2 separate regions of the Sus scrofa genome follow, and region 1 is linked to region 2. The links are chromatin contacts, called in public Hi-C maps. All regions are on one chromosome and are shown on one strand. The core of a region is the stretch at or near the end of the contact, and the rest is flanking DNA. Distances in the headings are between cores, read along the strand shown. Region 1 overlaps EFNA2 (ephrin-A2). Region 2 holds the start of GAMT (guanidinoacetate N-methyltransferase).

The links. A called contact is a pair of places that touch in the nucleus more often than the background predicts.
Region 1: a Hi-C map of undifferentiated spermatogonia shows a contact between it and region 2, with 2.1 times the contacts expected there. The contact joins the enhancer-like site here to the promoter of GAMT in region 2. A contact is called at or near these places in 5 of 5 promoter capture datasets (fetal liver, fetal skeletal muscle, liver and 1 more), 20 of 47 Hi-C or Micro-C datasets (blood, brain, embryonic fibroblasts and 12 more) and 1 of 2 datasets of contacts at active chromatin or transcription factors (skeletal muscle).

The regions. Positions count from the first base shown.
Region 1 is chr2:77,158,726-77,165,259 of Sscrofa11.1, reverse strand. EFNA2 (ephrin-A2) reads left to right here. Exons shown (of 4, transcript XM_005661390.3): 4 at 1-73. Among named protein-coding and RNA genes, the nearest start is that of EFNA2, 18 kb to the left of the region's middle. Within about 2 kb of position 4,894, at least 3 of the 83 cell types and tissues checked have an H3K27ac peak or open chromatin away from gene starts, as enhancers often do. A contact at or near this core is called in undifferentiated spermatogonia, where this site is marked.
Region 2 is chr2:77,071,267-77,078,209 of Sscrofa11.1, reverse strand. It overlaps GAMT (guanidinoacetate N-methyltransferase), which reads right to left and starts at 1,644. Exons shown (of 7, transcript XM_005661394.3): 1 at 1,386-1,644; 2 at 242-441; 3 at 1-63. The coding sequence starts at 1,566.

The DNA.
Region 1 (6,534 bases), core at 3,645-6,144, 84 kb before region 2:
GGGCCTCCCCCCTCCGTCACAATCAACTTTGGATTCTGTATTTTTTTATAATAAAATGAGTGTAAACATCAGGGCTGTGTGTCTATGTTTGGGGCCATTGGTCCTAGTAGGAGGGACTCTGAGCTCAACTGGGAGTCGGGTCTGGGATCTGCTGGAGAAGGGGTGTCTTTAAGGAATATCTGGAGACCCCAGGGCCGATGGTGAGTCTTCAGTTCTATCCGTTGTCTAGAGGCCTGGCCCTGGAACGAGCATTTTATGGGGTGCTATTCTCATCTTCGTCACCCCTGGGTGATGGGAACAAGGCCCTCTTCCCCAGGGGGGCAGCTGGGAGGATGGAGGGTTGGCTTTGAGCACACAGCAGGGGTTTATTAAGTGTCCGCCACTGGATGCACTTGAGCAGGTAGGAATCCCTGGACTCCAGAGCCAGTCGAGGCCTCCTGGACCCTCACCCGTGCTTGGAGCCTGTCCTCAGATTCTGCAGCGAGTCCCTTAGGATCCAACCGAGTTCTGGACCATCTTCAGAGTTCCTTGGTGGCCCAGCAGGTAATGGATCTGGCATTGTCACCGCTGTGGCTCAGGTCACCCTGGCCTGCCTGGGGACTATCTCATGCTGCAGACACAGCCGAAAAATAAAAATAAAAAAATAAATTCTGGGCCATCTTGGTCACCAAGCTTTGCCACAGCATGACTCAGTTTCCCCAACTCCTCAGGCCAGGGTGGGGGTCTGTCATCTCTAATCCCCTCCTGGCTTTACAAAAAGCCTGTGTCTGAGGGTTCTAGGGGAGGGGCCTTCACCCCAGCCACTCAAGTGGCACAGAGAGGCTGAGAGAGCCTGGGGGCTATGCAGCAGGGCAAGGGGCTGGGGCCTCAGGGCTGCTCCTCGCCTTGTGCCACCCGCCGGGACTGCAGTGTCTTGGGCACAATTAGCCAAGAGGGAAGGCTCTCGGCTAATTAATTCAGCCGTGCTAGGTCCCGAGACAGGGGCTGCCTCTTAATGAGGCCAGTGAGCAGCACAAAGACCCCTGTGTGAGCCCTGCCTGCCCTGCCCAGCCGCGGCGGCAGGACAGAGCAGTGCCTTCTGAGCACCGTGGAGGGACAGCCGGGGATCCCGGACAACACAGAGGGGACCCCAAGGCTCAGAGAGGGAGGAGGCCCCCTGAGTCCACCCTCCTTGAGATCCCTCGCCCAAATACTCCATCTCAGCCACGCCGTAGGGACCGAGGGAACTAGGGGGAGAGGATTAAATGCAGGGATTGGAGGCAGAATCTTAGCAGCTAACTCTGATTTTGTTATTTAAAAAAAAAATGGTAGAGATATCATTCACATTCTGCACAATCCATCCATTTAAAGTACAGTTCCACAAATTATACATTCATGCAACCACCACCCTACCACTAACCAATTCCAGAACGTTCTCATCCCCCCCTCCCCCCACCCCCCGCAAAGAAGCCTCGGCCCCATGAGCAGTCATGCCTATTCCCTCCCCCAGCCCCTGACAACCAGGAACCCGTCCTCTATGTCTGTGGATGTGCCTGTTCTGGATGTTTCCCATCCATGGAATCCCACACTGTGTGTCCTTCTGTGTCTGCTTCTTTCACTGAGCATTATAGTCTCAGGGTCCATTCATGTGGTAGCAAGTGTTGCTGCTTCTCTCCTCTTCGGGGCTGCATAATATTTCAGTCTGCGGATGGGTGGCATTTTGTTTGTCCATTAACTAGTTTATGGACATTTAGGTTGTTTCATTTTAGCTATTATGAGCATTTTATTACTATTACTGTTATTGTTTGCTTTTATTTTTAAGGACTGCACCTGCATCATATGGAAGTTCCCAGGCTGGGAGTCATATTGGAGTTGCAGCTGCCGGCCTATACCACAGGCAGAGCAATGCAGGATCTGAGCCACATCTGTGACCTATACCATAGCTCCCGGCAATGCTGGATCCTTAACCCACTGAGCAGGGCCAGGGATTGAACCCACCTCCTCATGGATACTAGTCGGGTTCATAACCACTGAGCCACGACGGGAACTCCCTATTACTATTATAATTTTAAACTTGATCATAGTTGATTTACAGTGTGTCAGTTTCACGTGTACAGCGAAGTGATTCAGTTCTACCTGTACACACATCCATTCTTTTTCAGATTTTTTTCCCATATAAGTTATTACCAATTATTGAGGGGAATTTATTATTTTTGAGACAAAGTTGTCACACAAAAGGAGACCTTGGATGGTTAAGTACAAAAATAGCTCTGTTCCCACCTCGGGGCCTTTGCATGCACATGCTGCTACCTGGTGTGCCCTTTCTGCAGACCGCTGCCTGGCTCTCCCTCAGCCTCTTCAGGTGGGTCACTGTCCTTTCTCCACCTCCCTGGCCAAATGACCCTCACTTTACGCCTCCTGCTATCCCATCTCTGACTCTTTACTCATCCATCTTTCCCATGGACTGGGAGTCCCCAGTGGGCAGGGAGCTGGCCTACAGTCAAAAGTCTCCCCTCAGACTTGTCACCTCCCATACTCCCTTACATGTCTGTGGAGGGACTGCATGGCCACACCCACCAGTAATGACAGATGAATTGCATTTGGAGCCTGGGTTTCTCAGGAACTACCTTGTCCATCGCTGGCCACTCCTCACTGTGCTGAGTGGCCACTCATTCCTGAGGCTGCACCTTGCGCAGCAGGGTGTCCCCAGGGCAGCTATTGGTATGCGGCTGCCGTATGAACCTGAGCCTCCTGAGGGAAGTGATTTCACTCCTGAGCCGGTTACTGCTGCCCCAGTGCCCCGGCGTGGGCAGGGGGTCGGAGAGGTGAGGAGGGGGGAGTCTCGAGGTCCCTCCCACGTCCTGATGATTGCTCTCCAGTGGAGCCGGCACCCCTCAGGTTCGTGGCCAACTTGGTTTTGGGGAGGGGTCAATATACCCACGGTCACATGAGGGCACCCTGCAGCCCCTGCCCTGTGTCCTGGGGACCCCATCTAGTCTATGGCTCTGAGAAGCCCTGCTGCTCACCCTTGGTCCCTGCACGCCCCCACCCCCACCCCCATGGCTGTGACAAAGGGGCTCATACCTGCCTCTGAACTGATGGCGACTGCCCTGGCTTTCAGGGGTCCGAGCAATTCCCTTGACCATAGCCGCAGTGCTCAAGGCCACAGTCTTAGGGCCTCTGGGGCTCATGTCCTGTTCAGAACCCCCACTTGCTCCTCCCTCCTAACACCTGCTCCCTCTGAGACCTCCCACCTCACCCCACCCCTTGTGTTTCCTGTGCTCATGTCAGCGCCCCCAGGCAGCATTTAGCGAGTACCTTCTGTGTTCAGTCAATACTGTGGCCTTGGGATGAGGACTGTGGGGCCTGCCCCTGTATCCTCCAGGGCCCCATAGTTGAGGAGCTTATGAGTCACGAGAGGAGGCTAGGGTACTGGGGACACTGGTCCAGGTTGCAGGTGGCCAGGCAGCCACTGATCGACAAATAAAAAGTGAGTTCACAGCCTGGGAGCCCCTGAGGAGCCATAAATCACTGAGAGATGACACACAAGCCGGAAATTAAGTGGCTGCAGTCGGGCTGGTGGGGCTGAGAGGGCCAGGGGAGGGACCAGGAGCCCCTCTCACCCTCAGTTTCCCCTCGGGAGCTGCTGGCCACATAATGGTACAGGTGATGGTCATTAGGCCTGGGGCTGGGTGTGGACCAGGGAGAAGGAGAGACCACAAACACCGGGCGGGCATGGGGCAGATGTCAGGACGGAGTCAGACTGATGGGCAAGTCTCTGCCCCATCTTTCTGGAGGCTGCGAGGGAGGGAGGGCAAGGGGACCCACAGGAGGCTTCAGGGCAGGACTGGTGGCTGGGGAGGAGTGGACTCTGGGTGGAGGCCTGCGGAGCTGAGGACCCTGGCTTCCCCCCAGGGAGGCGTCCAGGAGGCCCCTGATTCTTCTGTGCTTCCTCTGCACTGTCTCCTGATGGAGCAGAAACCCCACCCATCCAGCCTTTCCATGCTATGGAATCACTTATGGGCGCCAGGAACTAGGGCTGCCCGCTCCGTGGTCAAAGCAGGGATGTGTGTTGTGGGGGGGAGACCCCTCCATCCGAGGCAGAGAGAGAGAGATACTCTCCCAGGGGGTGGTCCACCGCACAGCCCCTGACCCGCCCCATTGATCCGGAAATGGAGGCTGAGGCCCAGAGGCGATCGATGGGCCCTAATGGACAAGGCAGTCCCTGGGGAAGGGGGGCACTGAGGGGTGGAGGAGACCCCCTCCCTCGTGCAGGTGGAGAAACTGAGGCCTCACCAGGCCTCGAAGGTCCATGAGGTGAATCTGGGCTGAGCCCCAGGCCTCCATGGAGTCAGGGGTTGGACCTGGGCTGGGCCTTGGGCAGCCAGGGATAGAAGAGACCTGGGTCCCCCCCCAACAGCAGGAAGGGGTGGGGGCCTGGGTGGAGGGCCCCCCCTTTCACTCCTGTCCTCCAGGAAACAGGTTCTCCCACCAGGATGTGAGGCCTCGCTCCCTGGGCCAGGGTTCCACTCCCTGGGCCAGGACCCCACAGTGCAGCCCCCTGGGGGTGGGAAAATCCTCCAGGATCCCACCTGCTCCCCTTTGCTCCTGCCCCCAAAGGAGCGGGGAGGGCGGAGAGGCAGAGAGAAGTAAGGAGTTATTGTCTGTGGCCTCCAGGAGCCCCCACCCACCCACCCACCGAGCCTCTCTCCCTCCCTCAAGGCTTCCATGATTTGTCTGCAGGATCCACGGACCCTTCCCGGGCGTCCCTGTTGAAGAGAAGGAAACGGAGGCAGGTGTCAGGCGCGGTGTCCCAGCCCCGACGGTGGCCTGGGGGAGGAAGAAGAGGCGAGAGGGGGTGGTCGGCCCGGGAGCCTCGGGCGGGGGCGGGCTGAAGAGCCAGCCGCTAACCGCACGTGACGTTTGCGCCTCTAAGTGCTTAAAAGCCTCCTGTGGCCGCCGCTGGGACCGGCGGAAGGCGGGGGAAGGCCGGCGGGGGAAGGCCTGCGGAGGCCGAGGCTGAGGGAGCCCCCACCCGAGAAGGCCTTGGCCCTGAGCTAGGTGGCGCATCTGGGGAGCGTGGTGGCCCCCACCTCACTCCGCGGAACCTGAGGTCCCAGATCCGCGCCGCTTCCCCTGCCGGGCACCCCATCACTCCTCTGAAGCCCCGCCCACCGGGCCCACCGCCCGGCTCCCTCCCTTGCACCCCAGAGCACCTTGGCCTAGGTAGGGTTCCCCCCACCCCCCACCCCCCGCCCCGGGCTCCGCGCTCTGGGCCTCAGTTTCCCCATTTGCAAAGAGGGGGTGTGAGCTCCAGTCTCTGGGGGTTGGGGGTCAGGTCCAGTTTAACAGCTTTGGCTAGGCCGCCTCCTTCCCCCAGACTCAGTTTCCCCAACATTGTAATGTGCAGCAGGATCCAGGGCCCCACCTCCACTCAGTCTCTCTCCACTGGGACCCCCACTCCCGAAGGGGGAGGTGTTTTCCTTTCTGGGCCTCAGTTTACCCCTATTGGAGCAGAAGAGATCCAGCTGAGATCCATTTTACAGGTGAGAAGCTAAGCCTAGAGGAGAGGTTGGACCCAGGGGTCAGGCCAGAGCTGCCCCATTGCCTTGGGGCGGATAGGGAGGGAGGCAGCCTGACCACCGGGACTCCAGCTCCAGCAGCCAGGCTGGTGGCACAGGCCAGCCAGGACTCTTTATTCTGGGCAGGGCCACAGGAGTGGGTTGGCACCTTGGCTGGCCGGTCCTTGCAAGGTCTCCTTAAAGGGCAAAGATTAGAGCCTGCTATTACCCTCCTGTGGGGGGCACCTTGAAAGGGCCCTCCCTCTGGGGACCCGCTCAGCAATGCCCGCCCCTGGCTGGGGACAGTTTACGGCCCCCTCCATGCTTGCCTCTCTGCCCCCTGCCTGGTGTGCCAGAGTTATGGTTTGCAATATTGTGCTCCCCTCTGGGCCGGAGTGTTAATGAAGCAGCCCTGCCCTGTCCCTGCACACGAGGGGGCCTTTATTAACATCATTCATCATGCCCAGCCCAGGCTGCCATCCTAGATGCCCTGTGGCCAGGAAGGGAAACTGAGGCACATAGAGGTTAGTTGCTGTCCTGGCTGAGGGCACAGCTGTAGGAATCTGACAGACCCAGGTTCCAGCATAACCTCTGCCACCCCTCACGGAGGAGTCACCACTGTTCTCAGAGCCTCAGTTTGCTCATCTGGGAAATGGACTTATGGTATGTACCCACGATGAGGGCTCAGCCAGGGAGTTCCTAATGACCTGAATGGTGGGACCCATAAGGGCAGGACCTTTGGTCCCTACCCCCACAGCCCCAGCCTCTGTCACAACATCAGTCACCCTCATCAAATGTTTGTTGAATGACTTAATGAGGGTGTTTTGCGCCTGGACTCCAAATCAAGTGCTCTTGTTCACCAGCAGGCCAAGGCTGGAGGCACTGGCCTCCTTCTCCAGTGTTCATTCCTCCGGGAAGGCCCTGGGTGTGGAGAGGTGGTGGGGAACAGCCTCTCTCAGATGAGGGGGGCAGCGGGGGCACTGCAGGAGTCAGC
Region 2 (6,943 bases), core at 395-2,894:
ATCGAAGTGACTGTCTGGCAGGGTGGGCGCCACCTCCTCCCACAGGCCTTTCAAGGGAACCACCTTGGGGCAGGGGAGGAAAGAGAGAGAATGCTGAGGGTCAGAGGAGCCCAGGATTTCCCCACCTGTTGTGAGGGAGGGGGCAGAGAGACCCCCAAGAGAAAAGACCACCTCCCCTATGACTGTGGCTGCTCCAGGTCCCCAACCTTCTCTGGGGGCAGAGCAGGGCACAGGTGGGCACCTTGTGTGGCTGCTGCTGGGCCCAGTCCTGGAGCCGCTGGAAGACGCCGTCATTGCACTCGATGATCCAGTGCTCGTCGATGGCACCCTCCTGCACCTTAGTGGCTGCGATGGCCATGCCAAACCCCACCTCCAGGACCCGGCCCCCTGGGCAGACAAAGAACCCAGGCATTACACGCCTCCCGGAATTGGGGAGGCTGCCTGGAGGAGAGGGCATAAGGGCAGGGCTTTGGCAGAGAAACATTTGCCTCAAAGACTAGACGACACAGCATAGCAGAGGTGGGGGGTGGGATAGAACACAGCAGCCCTGAGAGGGAACAGTGTTCAGGGTGGCCTGCCAGGGAAGCCACAGACTGGGCTTTGGGGCAGGCCGGTGGGGAGTGGGGGGTGGGGTCAGACCCTGGACTTTGAGCCCCAGCCCATGCTGTTTGCACTGACGGCGCTTATCTTCGATGTGGGCACTTCCCACCCCTCCTCAACAATGAAGTTAACAGAGTTTGGGCAAGGGAGTACCAAGATTCAAGGCCTGGCTGTGGAACAGGAGGGGGCAGGGGTTGATCCTCATTGGGTAAAAGGCAGAGGCGGAGAGGAACGCCCTCCCCAAGCCGGGACTCCGGTTGTGCCCATTTGCCAGATGGAAACGCAGAGGCCCAGAGGTGGCACTCCTGGCCTCCGGGCTACCTGGGGAGTCCTCAGCACCCTGTGAGCTCAGACACCCAGTGCAGGACGACCCCTGACAGCTGACTCCCGGCCTCAGCTTTCCCCGAGCTATTCTTAGCCGGTGCCCGGCTTCCCGCGACTCCTGGGCCAGAGCATTCCCCACGTGAACCTGGGTAGCACCTCGCCAGGTCGCCACCCCCGTCTCCGACCTCGCGCGGGGGGTGGGCAGCTGACTTCCGCATCTGAGGATCCATCCCCCGACCCAGACCGTTTCCATACCGGGGTCGGGGCGTCACTGCCCCAGGACAGGACGTTCTCTGGACTCGGGGAGCCTAGAGAGACCCGGGACTCCCCTGTTGCCCCCCGCGAGGAGCCCCATTTTCCAGGCGAGAAAAGAGGCACATAGAGGCTCCTATGTGCGTCGCCCGAGAGCAGGTTGGCGTCGGGTCCGAGCGGCCCCGGCTCGCCCGCCCCGCGAGGGCTACCTTTGGAGGCAGCGACGGCCGCCAGCGCGTGCATGTAGGGGGTCTCCCAGCGCTCCATCACCGGCTTGCCCAGGATCTGCAGGTGCGTGTCCGACGCGTCGTAGGCCGCGGGCGCAGCTCGCCATGCGGGGCTGCAGTTCTCGCCCGGCGCGAAGATGGGGGTCGCGGAAGGGGCGCTCATGCTCCCTGCTGGACCGCTCGCCACTGGAGCTCCGAACGCGCAGGGCTGTGTCCCTGCAGGGCCTTCTGGGCTGGGGGCGGGGCGGGGCGGGGCGGGGCGGGCCGCGAGCCGACTGCGGGGCGCCCAGAGCGGCCCCTAGCGGCCGCGGCGTGGAAGGCGGCCCGCGGTGGATCCCCGACGCCCGCGACGCCCCCTCCTCGCCGAGCCTCTGGCGCCTGGTGAGGGAAATGGCACCACCCTCAAGGTCCGCACCCTGTCTCTCTGCTGCCTCGGTGTCTTCATCACTCACCACCGCGAAAACAGCCTCCTCCTCGCTGCCGGAGCCTATGGATCTGACGATCGTCCAAGTGCTTTAGGTATTTAAAATCATTTAACCCTCAGAGGTGCTGAGGCGGGTTCTTTTAAGCCTCTTCGTTTTACAGGCGGGGAAACTAGGCTCCAGAAGCAAAGCTGACAACCTCATGGCCATGACCGCAGAGTGTGGAAACCCAGGATAAACCTCGACGACCCCCACCCTGATCACTAGGCGGACCTGCCTCTCCCCTTTTACTCCCCCAGGTGGCCTGAGACCCCAGAGGACCCCAGGGCTGGAAATGAAACGACCATCCCAGCCCTCTCGAGCCTGCCTGCGCAGCTGGAGGGTCAGCCCCTGGGGGTCAGCTGTGTCCTTTGCCTGCCACCCCTGTGACTGGCCCCCAAGCCAAGTTGGGTTGGCTCCAGGCTCTGAAATGTGACTTCTTTCCCATCTGTCTGCACAGACACCCAGCTGTGAGCCCAGAACACCATCCCTGCCAAGTGCTTTGCACAGCCCCAGGAACACATGGGGAAACTGAGGCCCTAGAGGCTGAGGTCACAGAGTTTGCCCTGAGGCAACCCTGCCCCTCTATGCCCACCTCTGGATGGCTACTCCAGACTCCTCCCCTCCCCCCTGCAGAGCTTCTGTGTCTTCCTGCCACCAGGAAGACACACTCTTCCCTCTACCTGGACGGTTCTCCTCTCTTCTGGCCTGGTTGCCTTCTCTTTCCACTTAATGCTCCAACCCACTCCAGGTCTCCTCAGGCTGGACATGGCCTGTTTGAGGCTGGTTTATCTCCGAATACCTCTCCTTGGTATTTCACTAACTGAAGGTTTTTCTTCATGGCTGTATTATCTGTTGGATGAGCTTGGCACACGGAAAATTCTTGATAAATCCTGAACACACATTGGGTCTAATATGGTCTGGATGTGACCCACTTGACTCCAGGAGACCACAGGAGGAGGCAGGATGACAGAGGCCACCAGGCACTGGGGCTGGGCTCATGCTGCTTTTTGCCTCATGTGAGTTCATGTTGCCTGGCTTCCTTACCACCACCAGCCGTCCTGGGCACTGTGGTAGGGGTCTGTAAGCATGATGCCAGTATCCTTGGGCACCCAACTCAAGTGATGCCCTGGAATGTCTGGCCTGAGATAGGAGAAGGCAGGTTGTGTGTGTAGCTATAGCTGTGTAACAGATTGCCCCGCATGTAGCTGCTGAAAACAACCTCTCAGTTTCTGTGGGTCAGGAATCCAGGTGGAGTGTAGCTGGGTCTCTGCTTCACAACCTCTGGCAACACTGCAGTTGAGGTGCCAGCCAGGGCTGAGGGCTCATCTGAAGGGTCAGCTGGGGAGGAGGCCCCTTCCAGGCTCACTCATGGCTGTTGGCTGCATTCAGTTCCTCGCCACGTGGGCCTCTCCATAGTGACAGTTTGCTCTAGCAAGGCCTGTGGATTAGAAGCCAGGTACACAGGGTTAGGGATGGCAGGAGGCCATGGATACCAAGAAGTAGGGCCACTCTTGGAGGCTGCCGCCCACACAGACACTAAGAAGAAGACTCTCCTGCAGCATTGGTACCCAGAAGATAAGGAACCTCTGGGGTCTGGTCAAGCTGCCACCTCCCAGTGGTCACCTACATGCAACCTGGACTCCATCCCTAAAAGTGGCTGAAGGAATCATGCAATCTGCCTGGTGACTCAGCCAAGGGCTCTCTGTTCCAGCTTCAGAGTTCTCTTCTCTAAAAGGTCTGACCACTTTTGCCCTGCTGATGTCTGTGAACAGATGACTCTTCATTCCTCGCGTCCACTCTTCCTGCGAGACTCTAAAGTACGCTGTTGTTATCTGCACTTCCCAGACCCGGACTCAGAGAGAGGCGGCTTTCTCAAGGACCCACAGCCCATCAGAGGCAGAAGGGATGGGAACAGGCGTATGTCTGACTTCAAACCACAGTCTTCAAAGATTTTTAAAAGGAAAGAAAATCTTTTTGTTCTGATTAGAAAGGTGACATATTTGATCAAAACCTTCCAATGTTACAGAGTTGGCAAACTCTGGCCTGGAGGTCGCACCCCCCTTTTTGTGTTTTTGGTACAGCCTATGAACCAGGAATGTTTTTTATTTTTTATTTTATTTATTTTTTGCTATTTTAGGGGCATACCCGTGGCATATGGAGGTGCCCAGGCTAGGGGTCGAATTGGAGCAACAGCTGCTGGCCTACACCACAGCCACAGCAATGCCAGATCTGAGCCATGTGTGCAACCTACACCAGAGCTCATGGCAATGCTGGATCCGTAACCCTCTGAGTGAGGCCAGGGATCGAACCTCCAACCTCATGGATCCTAGTTGGGTTCATTAACTGCTGAGCCGCAGAGGGAACTCCTATGTTTTTTTCCTTTTTTTTTAATGGTTGGAGAAAATCAAGAGACTTTTTGGAGACACATGAAGGTTATATGACAGTCACATTGCTGTGTCTGTAAATAGTTTCTAGTCACGACCGCTTGTTTACAATGGATTCTGGTGCTTTCTGGCTCCAACAACACAGAGTCATTGCTACAGAGACCTGATGGCCAGGAAAGCCAAAAATATTTACTGTGTGGCCCTGAGCAGAAAGCTTGCCAACCCCTGTTACAGAGAAACCCACTGCTCCTTCAGAGAACATGAAGGTCACCCATTTATTCAGCCCTATTGAATTCCTCACCACAAGGTGGGGGGAGCAGTCACCGGAACCCACTATGTGCTTACAGCCTATTGGGGGGATGGACAAGAGTAAGTACATGACTTAATGACAAGTCATGTGGCAGTTGTGACAGAACAAGGCCCCCTTGCCTCATGGCCAGGTATCTGCTTTATGTCCATATGGCCATATGTTTTCTGTGTAGACAGTGTTATACGTAATTACAATTGTTTTTGGTGGTGCCTGAGACATGCAGAAGTTCCCAGTCCACAGATCAAATGCATGCCACAACAGTAACCAGAGCCAAAACAGTGACAACGTTGGATCCTTAACCTGCTGATCCACCAGGAACACGGTGTAATTAAAATTTTAAATTAAAGGGAATCAAATGCCCCTCCATGTTTGTAGTAGCATTATGCATAATGGCTAAAAGGTAGGAACAACCCAAGTGTCTATCAATGGGTAATGGGTAGATGCAGTGTGGTTCCTCCACATACTGGAATATTATGCAGCCACAAAAAGGAGAGAAGCACTGACACCTGCTACCACGTGGATAGACTTTGAGAAGAGACACAGAAGGACAAATATGGTATGACTGCGATAACATCAGGCCTTTAGAGGAGTCATATTCACAGAGACAGGAAGTAGATGGTGGGGCCAGGGGCTGGAGGAGGAGGAGGAGGAGGAGTTGGTGTTTCATAGGGACAGAGTTTGGGAAGATGAGAAGGTCCTGGAGACAGAGGATGGGAATGGTTGCATGACAATTTGAATGTGCTTAATGCCACTGAGCTGCACACTTAAAAAATGGTTACAATAAGGAATTCCCAGGTGACTCAGCAGGTTAAGGATCTGTGGTGTCACTGCTGTGGCGTCGGTCAATGCTGTGGTGTGGGTTCCATCCCTGGGCCCACCCAGAAAAAAATGATTAAAACAACAAGGGAGTTCCCGTCGTGGCGCAGTGGTTAACAAATCCGACTAGGAACCATGAGGTTGCGGGTTTGATCCCTGCCCTTGCTCAGTGGGTTAACGATCCGGCGTTGCCGTGAGCTGTGATGTAGGTTGCAGATGCGGCTCGGATCCTGCGTTGCTGTGGCTCTGGCGTAGGCTGGTGGCCACAGCTCCGATTAGACCCCTAGCCTGGTAACCTCCATATGCTGCAGGAGCGGCCCAAGAAATAGCAAAAAAAAAAAAAAAAAACAAAAACTACCAAAAAGAAAAAAAAAGATTAAAAAAAGAAATTAAAAAATGGTTACAAGAATAACTTTTATGGTGAACCACACACCAAAAAAGGCCAAAACTATATTCTGTGTATGGCATTATGCCTGAACCCACATTAGGAGAAAATTCAGGAAAGTGTGCACATACCTGTTTTTGTCCCACCATTTGCCCTGAGATGGGAGGGAGGAAGTGAGTGAGGAGGAGGGAAAAACAAGCTGCCTAGTTCATCTTTTTAAAAAGATCTGAAGCAAACATGACAAAAATGCCAGCGTTTTTGTTCCAGTGGCAGGTACATGGCTGCTTGTTATTTTATCCCTGGTAGGTGTCTGTTTTGTAAAGTATATTATTTTAAACTGTTTGTGTCTGGCTTCCTTCATTTGACTGCATCCTGTGCATTTCATTCACACCCTTTGTGGTTTATTTATCCAGTCACCAATGGAGGGACATGTGGGTTGATGCCAGTTTTCTGCTCCTCTAATAATGGGGTGGGCTGTGAGCATCTTGGGGCATGTCTGTCTGTCTGCACTCAGCCCAGCATTTGGGGGTTGCTGAGCTTCCACTGTTGGAAGGATAGTGGCAGCTGGCCCCCCATTTTTGCTCACTTCCTCACTACACACCCCTCAGCTTTCCCCTAGCACACTCCTCTCCATTCACCACGTTTGCGTTCCCCCAGAGTAGGGAGCCAGCCCCCACCAAGTGTTACTGTTCTTTTCTGACCTGGAAAACTTAAGTGTCCTCCACCCCCACTCCTGGGCAAGAGAGAACACCTGCCTCATGCCACCTAAGGCCAATCCTTCCTCCTCTGCTGAGCCTCTGCTTCTCATTTGCAAGTGCAACTCATGAGTTATCCTGTTCAGAGGCTACTGTAATTGATGATATGGATGCCAAAGTGCTTTGCAAACTGTAATGTGATGGAAGGAAGGTGCATTTTAAGTGTTTTATGTGTTACTGCTTACCTATGACCTAGTTCCTTCATTCCTCACATTCATGTAATTTTATGGTGAATAAATTAATTGTCAGGCTATCAAGACGTTGAGACAGTGAGTGGAAAGTCACTAGGCAGCATGACCACTATCTGACACCACCATACAGATCAGCTTTTAATAGGGTCATTGTAGACCTGGGTTTGGCGTTCCCTGCCCATTGTAGGATATTTACCAGTCCCTGACCTCCACCCACTAGATGCTGGTAGCACCC